Regions from separate parts of the Bombyx mori genome. Here region 1 is linked to region 2. A link is a contact called in public Hi-C data. All regions are on one chromosome and are shown on one strand. The core of a region is the stretch at or near the end of the contact, and the rest is flanking DNA. Distances in the headings are between cores, read along the strand shown. Region 1 has its middle 10 kb from the start of LOC110384975. Region 2 overlaps E75 (nuclear hormone receptor E75).

Region 1 (4,541 bases), core at 778-3,277, 35 kb after region 2:
ACACAAGCCGACAACAGAACTAGTGTAAAATACACAAAATACGCTCATAATTGCATTGTATAATGACAGTTCCATCCTTGAAACTAGAGTGCATGACTCTTTCACGGCAAAATAGGTAGGTTGATCCAAATTAGAAACCAATGTCGAGATATCAATTTGAAATTGTGCGAATATGATAAAAACACAAAAAAAAAGTGTAAGAAAAAATGATTTTATTGTAAAAAAAGTGTGGGGTGCATGGAATCAGTAGTTATAAATATTTTATGAACAGATATGAGTAGAAGCGTTATTTTGATATTATCCTGAAAAGCACCCTGGATTTTCTATAAAAGTGTATTTTGTTAGTTTTTTTAAACTATTATTTACTTTTTAATAAGTTGGTAGTGTTCAAAAGCTGTTTTTTCATTTTACAAAATAAGCTCGTGTTATTGTCGTGAGCAGGCATTTCGTGTAGTAGATCAGCAGAGGCTGCGCGGCTCGTGTCAAGGCCGCGTCCTCGACCGTGACCGCGGACGCCCGCCGCGCCCGCTTCTACACCCACGCTGCCTTCCTCCGAAAACATTTCCCTTTAAGGCGCTGTTTGATTCGACTTGACGATTCAAATTGAGCTCTGCACCCGCTTTTATTCATTAACGATGAGAAGGTGAAAATAGAAGAGAAGAGAAGAGGAAAACAGCACCGATAGCAAACCGATAAAATATATAATATTTTTTTTTCCTATCTCTGCTGATAGCCTTGAGAGGCTATTTCAGCTTCACCATAACGTGTGTAGGTGAGCTCACGGGGCTCTAACCGGAGTGTTGCTAACACTGACCCTAGCAAGAGCAGTGCTTCTTAGAATCTACCACCGGATCGGAAACGCAACCCACTGAGAAGATCCGGAGAGGAACTCAGTGGGCTGTGTCTATGGGTTAATTCGCTCGTCGAGCCCTTGACCGGTGCTTGTGGTGCCTAAAAGCACCGTTAATGGATCGTATATAAATGTTCTAAACTAGCAACAACTACAGTAATCAGACAACGGATACTCTTGAACTAGCCTGTTATTTATTCAATTGATTGCTGAACAAGCTCACGGCCCAGCTGACACATGAAGCGACTACCGGAGCCTCAAGACAACGTGAACTCCATAATTAAAACCGGCGGGCATGATTGCCTTCGGGCAACAATTGACAGGATTCTAGTATCTACCCGTGAGGAATTACTATACGCCCAACCACTAGTAAAGCTTAGTTTATCAGATATGAGTTTTCATCATAAAAAAAAATCGAAGTCAGGCACTAACACAACTTCTTCGTCGAGTTGTGGAATTAGAGTCAGTAACCTCGCGCCCTGGTCTCGCATTACGTGAAAATAATTTGTTTTCATTTCTTAACATGATGATTCAACTATGTGCTTAGAATGTTCATGTCGGTATTTACAATGTAATAACATACAATATATTCAATATGTTTCTCTGACTTCAAATTAATGTGTGTTATATTAACAGTTTTTTTTTATAAATTGTTCTGTAATCAGGAACGATAACAGAAAATAGCTAACCAATAGATTTCGACACATTATTTATTAACAATTGTTGATTTCTCGCCCAAAATACAGGTATGAAGTTAAACGTGTAGATACAACAAAACAAAACAAAAATTAAAGTAAAATTGTAAATTAATAAGTATTCGCTTGAAAGTAAAGAAATATAGGTGAATATACCTATAATCGGAAGAAAATACGACGCAGCTGCCCTTGAGCTGTAAGGCGTCCTTCGGAGTCATTGAGATAGCTGTTGACAAATACGAGCGCTCGTGGCTGAGTCTAAACTCGCCTACCGGTCCTGGCATAGCAAAAGGCCTTCGGATAACCAGTTATCATTCTATCTTTAAAAAAAATAGGAACATTTCTATCCCCTTTGGGACCAGGTAGATATTCAGTGATCGCAAAGGAAGGCATACGTATCGGTAAAAACAACGGGGGAAAATCATGACGTCACCGTAACCAATTCAACCGGGTTTTAGTTAATAAGTACTTTAAATACCCAAAGTTATGCCACTCACGCTCGTAAATGAGCCACGTACATACGTGTGCGTCGCTTAACGATAGTCAGTGTGAATAAAGGTGCTTTATTTTAATTTTGATGACAAGAGCGTCTCAGAATACTAAAGACATAATTGCTACTCAGTTATAATTCCATCATATAGAAACTTAATAATAAACATAATCAATAAATTTCAATTTCAAAATCAATAAATTTAGTTTATATTTTACAAAAAGCTAAACTAAATTTATTGATTTATGTTAAAATCTTTGGGGGGTTATTTTGAAATTATAAGTTGTTCGACATTTATGATGCCTACAATCTAATATATAAAATTCTCGTGTCACAGTTTTCGTTGCCATACTCCTCCGAAACGGCTTGACCGATTTTGATGAAATTTTTTGTGCTTATCCGGTATCTATGAGAATCGGCCAACATCTATTTTTCATCCCCCTAAATGTTAGGGGTAGTCCACCCCTAAATTTATTTTTTTATTTTTTAGACCAAATTTTAAATTTCTATTTTTTTATGATACAACATACAAAAATACATACAATCCTCAATTTTCACCCTTCTACGATCAACCCTTATTTTTTATTTTCTAATTAAAAACTTTAAAAATTTTTGCGAAAATTTTGTTTTTATTTTGTCATGACGTAGAATAAAAAAATTCATATTACTCTGAAATTTTCACCCCTCTACGATCAACCCCTATTTTTTATTTGTTAATTATAAACTTAAATTTTTTTGGCAAGTTTTTTATTTTGTTTTGTCATGACTTAGAATAAAAAAAAAAACATATTACTCTCAATTTTCACTCTTATACGATAAACCCCTATTTTTCCATCCCGATTAATATTTTTTTTATTCTATGCACAGATCCGCAATAAGGTTGCAAGATGGCAATCAAATATTATAATTGTAGTACGATAAATTCTTATTCAGAGTTTATAATTTCAAGTTCCTTTAATTATGTTTTTTTTTTTAATTGAATTTGATCTCCCGCCCTCGCCGGTCAACTACTGATCAACTATCAATCCATCAACTATCCCCGCCAGGTGTCACCACTCATCCAGCAAACATCACGTAGTAGGGATGAGAACGAAGCCGGTCTCCTGTCTTACTTACTCACTATATATACATCATAGATTATACACTTAATATATTTGAGAGCTATACAATACTATACATTTTTCAGCCATGTTTTTTTTGGTTGTATTTGTGTATCAATAGTATGTTCAGTAGGTCTGAGAATCGGCTACTATCTATTTTTCATACCCCTAAGTGAAAAGGGTTGTCCACCCCAAACATTTATTTTTTGGATATTTTTTTTGTTTATAATGAGGTATAATGTGGTTAAATCAGGGTTTTTTTTCTACAGTAGAATTTCCCTAGAAATCTTATTTAAGGCAACACAACGTTTGCCGGGTCAGCTAGTATTATATATATGGATATCTTATGACCTAACTTCACTTCTTAATTAAGCTGCGTCAATTTTAAATGCTCTGTGGAACGATGTTATCAATTGTGTATCGACATCTCTCTCAATTGTGCATCTCTACTACTACTACTACTGAGCTGGCGCTATGACCCCGAAATGGGTCTTGGCCTTAGACAATAAACTTTGCCATTCATCCCGGCGCTGCGTAACACCTTGCCAGTCCGACACTTGGAGCTCCCGTAAATTTCCTTCCACAGCGTCACACCAGCGGTACTTGGGCCTCCCTACGGGGCGGCGTCCCTCCGGTACACCTGTGTACACCCGTTTCACAGCCCGATCCTGCTCCATACGTACTACATGTCCGAGCCATCCGAGCCTCCGTGCCTTCATCTCCCCAAGAATATTTGGCTCACCAAAAAGCCTCTAGTTAACTAATATTTTTAACAAAGATTTTGAATGCAAAGTTTTACAGTTTGTTCCGTTTGTCCAACATCGTAAATACTAATGAATCATTGAAAAATATTCATACAAAAATATGTATTAAATTCGTTGTGAACCGTAAAAATAATGCAGTTTGTATACCTGAGATGAAATTATACTTAAGTGTACAATTCACTCTACTCATTAAAATCTTAACAATTTTATACAAATCCTAATTACAAAACAGCATGTAAAAAATATCGTACAGAATAAAATGAAATCAGATAAAAAAAAGGTTATTAGTAAAGTTGAAATTACAATAAGAGATACAGATTACAATACAAGATACAGGAGTATCTTCTTTGGTATCTGTAACGCTATTATAGATTGCTCGAATGTTCAGTAAAGAGAACGCCCACGCCAAACCATACACGTGCCGCTCTGAGGTCATGTCACGGTGAAGGCCGAAACGCCGAACCAACCTTTCCTGAAAATAAGGACCCTAGGCCGACGACCCCGGAGGAAATCTTCCAGGGAATCTAACCTTGACCTTTACACGCGCACGCGCTTTTCGAATTATTTAGTACGTTTAGTACCCTGACCCCGTTATGAAAGGATCTTATGTACAATCTCATAAATTACAGCGCTGAAGGCCAT
Region 2 (4,690 bases), core at 559-3,058:
TAGCGAACCGCCCTCGCTTCGCTTCGGAAACATTAAATTTTATTATTGATAGCTGAGTCCCGCGATGTTACCTGCGATTATTGTTGTACCTCGGGTGATGCCGCGAGGCGAAGCTAGCCTAAAAAATGTAGCCTAACTTACTCCTTATATCATCAGCTACCTATCAGTGAAAGTCTCGTCAAAATCGGTCCAGCCGTTCCAGAGATTAGCCGGAACAAACAGACAGACAGACAGACAGACAGACAAAAATTTATTTATTATAAAAAAAAGAACACAATATTCCTAACCCAAAAGTACATGTTATTATCAAAATATGTAATAAATGTTATTTCGGTGTATGTTCCGTATATATGTATATTCATATGCATGTAGTAAAAAGCAGCTATTTTAATATTACAAATAGCACTCCAATTTTATTTATATGTATAGATAATAACTGAAAAGTGTCAAAGTATTTCAATATTTTTTACATTTCACCAAAACTACAAAATCGTGCTTTATTGATCTCTTTCATTGTAAGATTGCATATGGAACAAATTTTTTTAATGCATATTGATATTATCATTGGAATAGCTTCAAAAACGTTATGGTGCCTCCGGAAAACTGTGTTTCATGTCCGAATATCGATTTAGAATTCCCCTACTGACATAAGTTCCACCCCGATCGCATCTCTATAAATGTATATGTATATACGGAGCAGACATATAGTATATAGCTGAGTCTGACGCGACGGGTCCTCAGACGAGCTATACACGTATATCTTCAGCTAGCTACAGTGCAGTGAGTGGGTGAGCGACTGCAGCAAAGCCGGCTGAATCCCGGAAAACTACCGACCCAGTCTAGACATGGGGGCACTTCCCCTCGATCCCTCGGACCCCGCAACCCTTTCTTCCACCTCGCAGCCCTGGCGCTTTCACCAGCGACTTGCAGACATTATAAAAAAAAAAAAAAAACACTTTTGAGTGATGTGAGAGATATGACATGCGAACAAAAACGTTGGGAGCAAAAACAAAAAATTGTGGTGTTTTTAACGACAGATATATGTAATGATTGCAAAACAAAACGAGGCGCGACAGATAATTTAAATTACGACACTTATTATCTCGTACAACAGATCTGATGCATTATGTAATTGAAGAAACGAAAATTTTAAACCGATTAATTCGGCTAATGACGAACTAAAATAAACAATATTTTCTTGGGTTTTCGCGAGTCATAGAGCTACTTTTATGATTTAATCTTGCGTTTTTTATTATCATCATATAGTAGAAAGCTGTAAAGTATTCGGAACATTGGAAATAAGGATCTAGGAATAAGCTAATAAGTTGGTTATACTATAGTATCCATCATAGAGATTAAACTGTAAAAGTAAGTTTAACTAAACTATACCAAATGTAGATTCGGATATCGAAACCGAGGATAATTATATTTAATTTCTAAATTATTTATATTTTTTTGCTTTATTTAAAAAAAATATTATTCGGTACAGAAATACGTTCAATAATTTCATTTCGCTAAAGCAGTAACGCGAATTCAGAAATATATAACACTTACAATTATTTTTAAATTTATGTTATATTCTGATATACTGAATTTATATCTCGTTTTCTTGATTTGTTTTAGTTCCTCATATGAACTTTCAATCAAACTTTCATTTGAACAGATCAAACCATACTTCGTACGTACTTAGCACAATGGCTTTGAATTAGACAATGCGACAAGCGTGATCGACTGTGCTGCAGTGGGTTAGTGAGAGTGAATTAGTTCCCGGGGTGATGCAGAGGGCTGGTGCAGACAGGGTGGCGCGGCGGTGTGGGGCCAGACGGGAGACGACGCACCTCGTTTCCGTACTCAGCTACACTGTAACTCAACTCTATATGCAGCTACCTAACTTATACATTTTCGACGTAGAGTAACTAGTATAAATGCTAAAAGGTTCTGTAGGTAATTTTTTTTTATTGTCCTTGTAGGCAGAGGAGCACACGGCGAGAGTGGTTACAGTCGCCAATGGATATCAGAAATACCAGATAATTTTGTGTTCTCGATGCAATTTTTTTTTATTTATTGCTTAGATGGGTGGACGAGCTCACAGCCCACCTGGTGTTAAGTGGAGCCCATAGACATCTACAACGTAAATGCGTCACCCACCTTGAGATATACGTTCTAAGGTCCCAAGTATAGTTACAACGGCTGCCCCACCCTTCAAACCGAAATGCATTACTGCTTCACAGCAGAAATAGGCAGGATGGTGGTACCTACCCGTGCGGACTCACAAGTCGCCCTGCCTGGTGGTAATGGTGTACGATCATACAAAAATAAAAAAAAAAGTGTGTGTGTCCGCTCCGACGCACGACTGGAGTTTACTGGATATAAAAAATTAAACGAAACAATACGAGAAATAGTTCTATATTACGACAACACGATACACTACAGATTATTAACAAATTAACGAGACACAAAACAAACGACTAACAAATATATGAAAATACAATAATGAGAGAAACGCGCGATCAGTACGAGGCTTTGTGGCGGACTGCCGGCGCAGCAGCCCGGCGTCACCTGCGATAACGCATTTCGTGTGACATGCGCAATCAGGCGCATAACGCATTTCGTGTGACATGCTAGTACGATTTTGGTCCCCATAATTTTCATACCCCGGGCCTATATATGTAAATCGATTCTAAAGGAGTAAACTCCAAAAACTATTCTAAAGTAATGAACAATATAAAATAACAAATGTATGTATAATATATTCGGTATTTTATAATAACGTTATTTGTTTAGCTGATCGATGAGTCGTTGTCCTATGCTAAGTCCTATCCTAAGTTTCAATCAAAATCGTTCATTTTTGGAATTTTCTTTATAATTTTTAAGACTCTTTTTAGTTTTATTTCAGTAAAACGTAAAACGTATTAGACGTGCGGATGTGGCGGGTAACGAACGCCGGACACAAGATACTTGACAGATGCTTGAATCTCATTTAGGACATTTTCCAGATAAGCTTGCACATATACAAGTTCTGAACAACAAAATTCGGACCCTACCGAGCAATTACACCCGCTCATTGGAAGATCTTCTCTTCATCGTTAACTCCCAATGGTCTTAAAAAATCGGTACAACCGCTCTTGTGTGAAGGGGTTATTTAAAAACTTTTTTTATTACACTCGTAGGCAGACGAATATACGACCCACCTGATGGTTTATATATAATATCACGCCATGTTAACTGGTCCGTGCTAAGTTCGTAAAAAACTTGTATTACAGGTACCGGATAACGGAAATAAATGTAAGATTTTTATTATACACATACATATATGTAATAAACATCCATAACCCTGGAAAAGACATTTTATATTTATCATACAAATATCTTCTCATGGCGGGATTCGAACCCGCGACCCTCTTGTGTAATGACCATATCACTTACCACTACACCAGACGGCCGTTATTCGTTACCGTCGCTCATGGACGCAAGTAATGCCAGGGGCAGAGCCAAGCCGCTGCCTACCGTTTAATACTCTCCTCTATTAACGAACGATCTACATAATGAAGGAAAATATCGTAATATAAGCTTCGACATAAAATATTCCCAATATGCGTTTATTTAAATGGCAGTATTTTGTAGCCCGAAATTAGCCCATTACTAGCGTAGTCAGTAGTGTAGTCAGAGTATGGTGCTGATAATTGTTCGACACCAGGCGAATAATAAGTTCATAAGAGCATAATTTCTCCCGTCTAAGGAAACAAAAAAGTCGTACACGAACAATCGTATCGTATCTACGATGCCAATACCTCTATCGATGACTATTCAAATTTAATGATTTAATTAATTAGGAAACCTCTCAAAGTTGGTCATTGGAATTCTAATCCCGCCTATTAATAACAATTGTTCTATGGAAATAATAGTATACACTTACACATGTCCACGAATTACTTCCACGATGGAGGATTAACATTATATAGTAATAATTAAACCAATCTTTAAAAAAACAAAAGGTAAGGTGTTTTATAAGTTCAAGCCATAGCGCTTATTTTATTTCGATGCAGGCTGGATGTAGATACTTTGGTCGCACGATATCGTCCATACCACGTTGAAAACGCCGGTTCTCGTTTGATCGCCCCCATAGACACAGTCCACTGAGTTTCTCGACGCATCTTCTCAGTGGGTCACGTTTCCAATCCGGTGGTAGATTCTGCGAAGCATTGCTCTTGCTAGGGCCAGTGTGCAACACTCCCGGTTAGAGCCCCGTGAGCTGACCTAGTCGCCGGGTTACGCTGACATAGCCTCTCAAGTCTATCAGCTTGGGTAGGCGAAAAAAAGTCTGATCGCCAGCCCACTGAGTTTCTCGCCGGATCTTCTCAGTGGGTCGCGTTTCCGATCCAGTGGTAGATTCTGGGAAGCACTGCTCTTGCTAGGGCTAGGCAACGTCCCAGAGTCCCAGGCTAGAGCCACGTGAGCTCACCTACTCGTTCGTGAATCTAGCATGATCTTTCGGGGTCACTAGAATAGGTGGGGAAAAAAGTCTGATTGCCAAAGTCTAGTAACAGTAACATCGAGCGTGTTCAGTACTTGGATATGTGAAAAATGTAGTCTTACACTGGCACCTTCCCCTAAAGAACCTATTGCTTCCGTAACATCCGTCAGTGGTATTAATATACTCGCCTATTTCCCTACTTGGTTCCTTGATTTC

What was found. A called contact is a pair of places that touch in the nucleus more often than the background predicts.
Region 1: a contact with region 2 is called in a Hi-C map of posterior silk gland, with 1.7 times the contacts expected there. The contact joins two enhancer-like sites. A contact is called at or near these places in 5 of 7 Hi-C or Micro-C datasets (midgut, posterior silk gland and whole pupa).

What each region holds. Positions count from the first base shown.
Region 1 is chr10:7,978,809-7,983,349 of ASM3026992v2, forward strand. No RefSeq gene overlaps it. Among protein-coding and RNA genes, the nearest start is that of LOC110384975, 10 kb to the right of the region's middle. Within about 2 kb of position 2,028, at least 3 of the 8 cell types and tissues checked have open chromatin away from gene starts, as enhancers often do.
Region 2 is chr10:7,943,858-7,948,547 of ASM3026992v2, forward strand. All of the region lies in intron 1 of E75 (nuclear hormone receptor E75), which reads right to left. Among protein-coding and RNA genes, the nearest start is that of E75, 23 kb to the right of the region's middle. Within about 2 kb of position 1,809, at least 6 of the 8 cell types and tissues checked have open chromatin away from gene starts, as enhancers often do.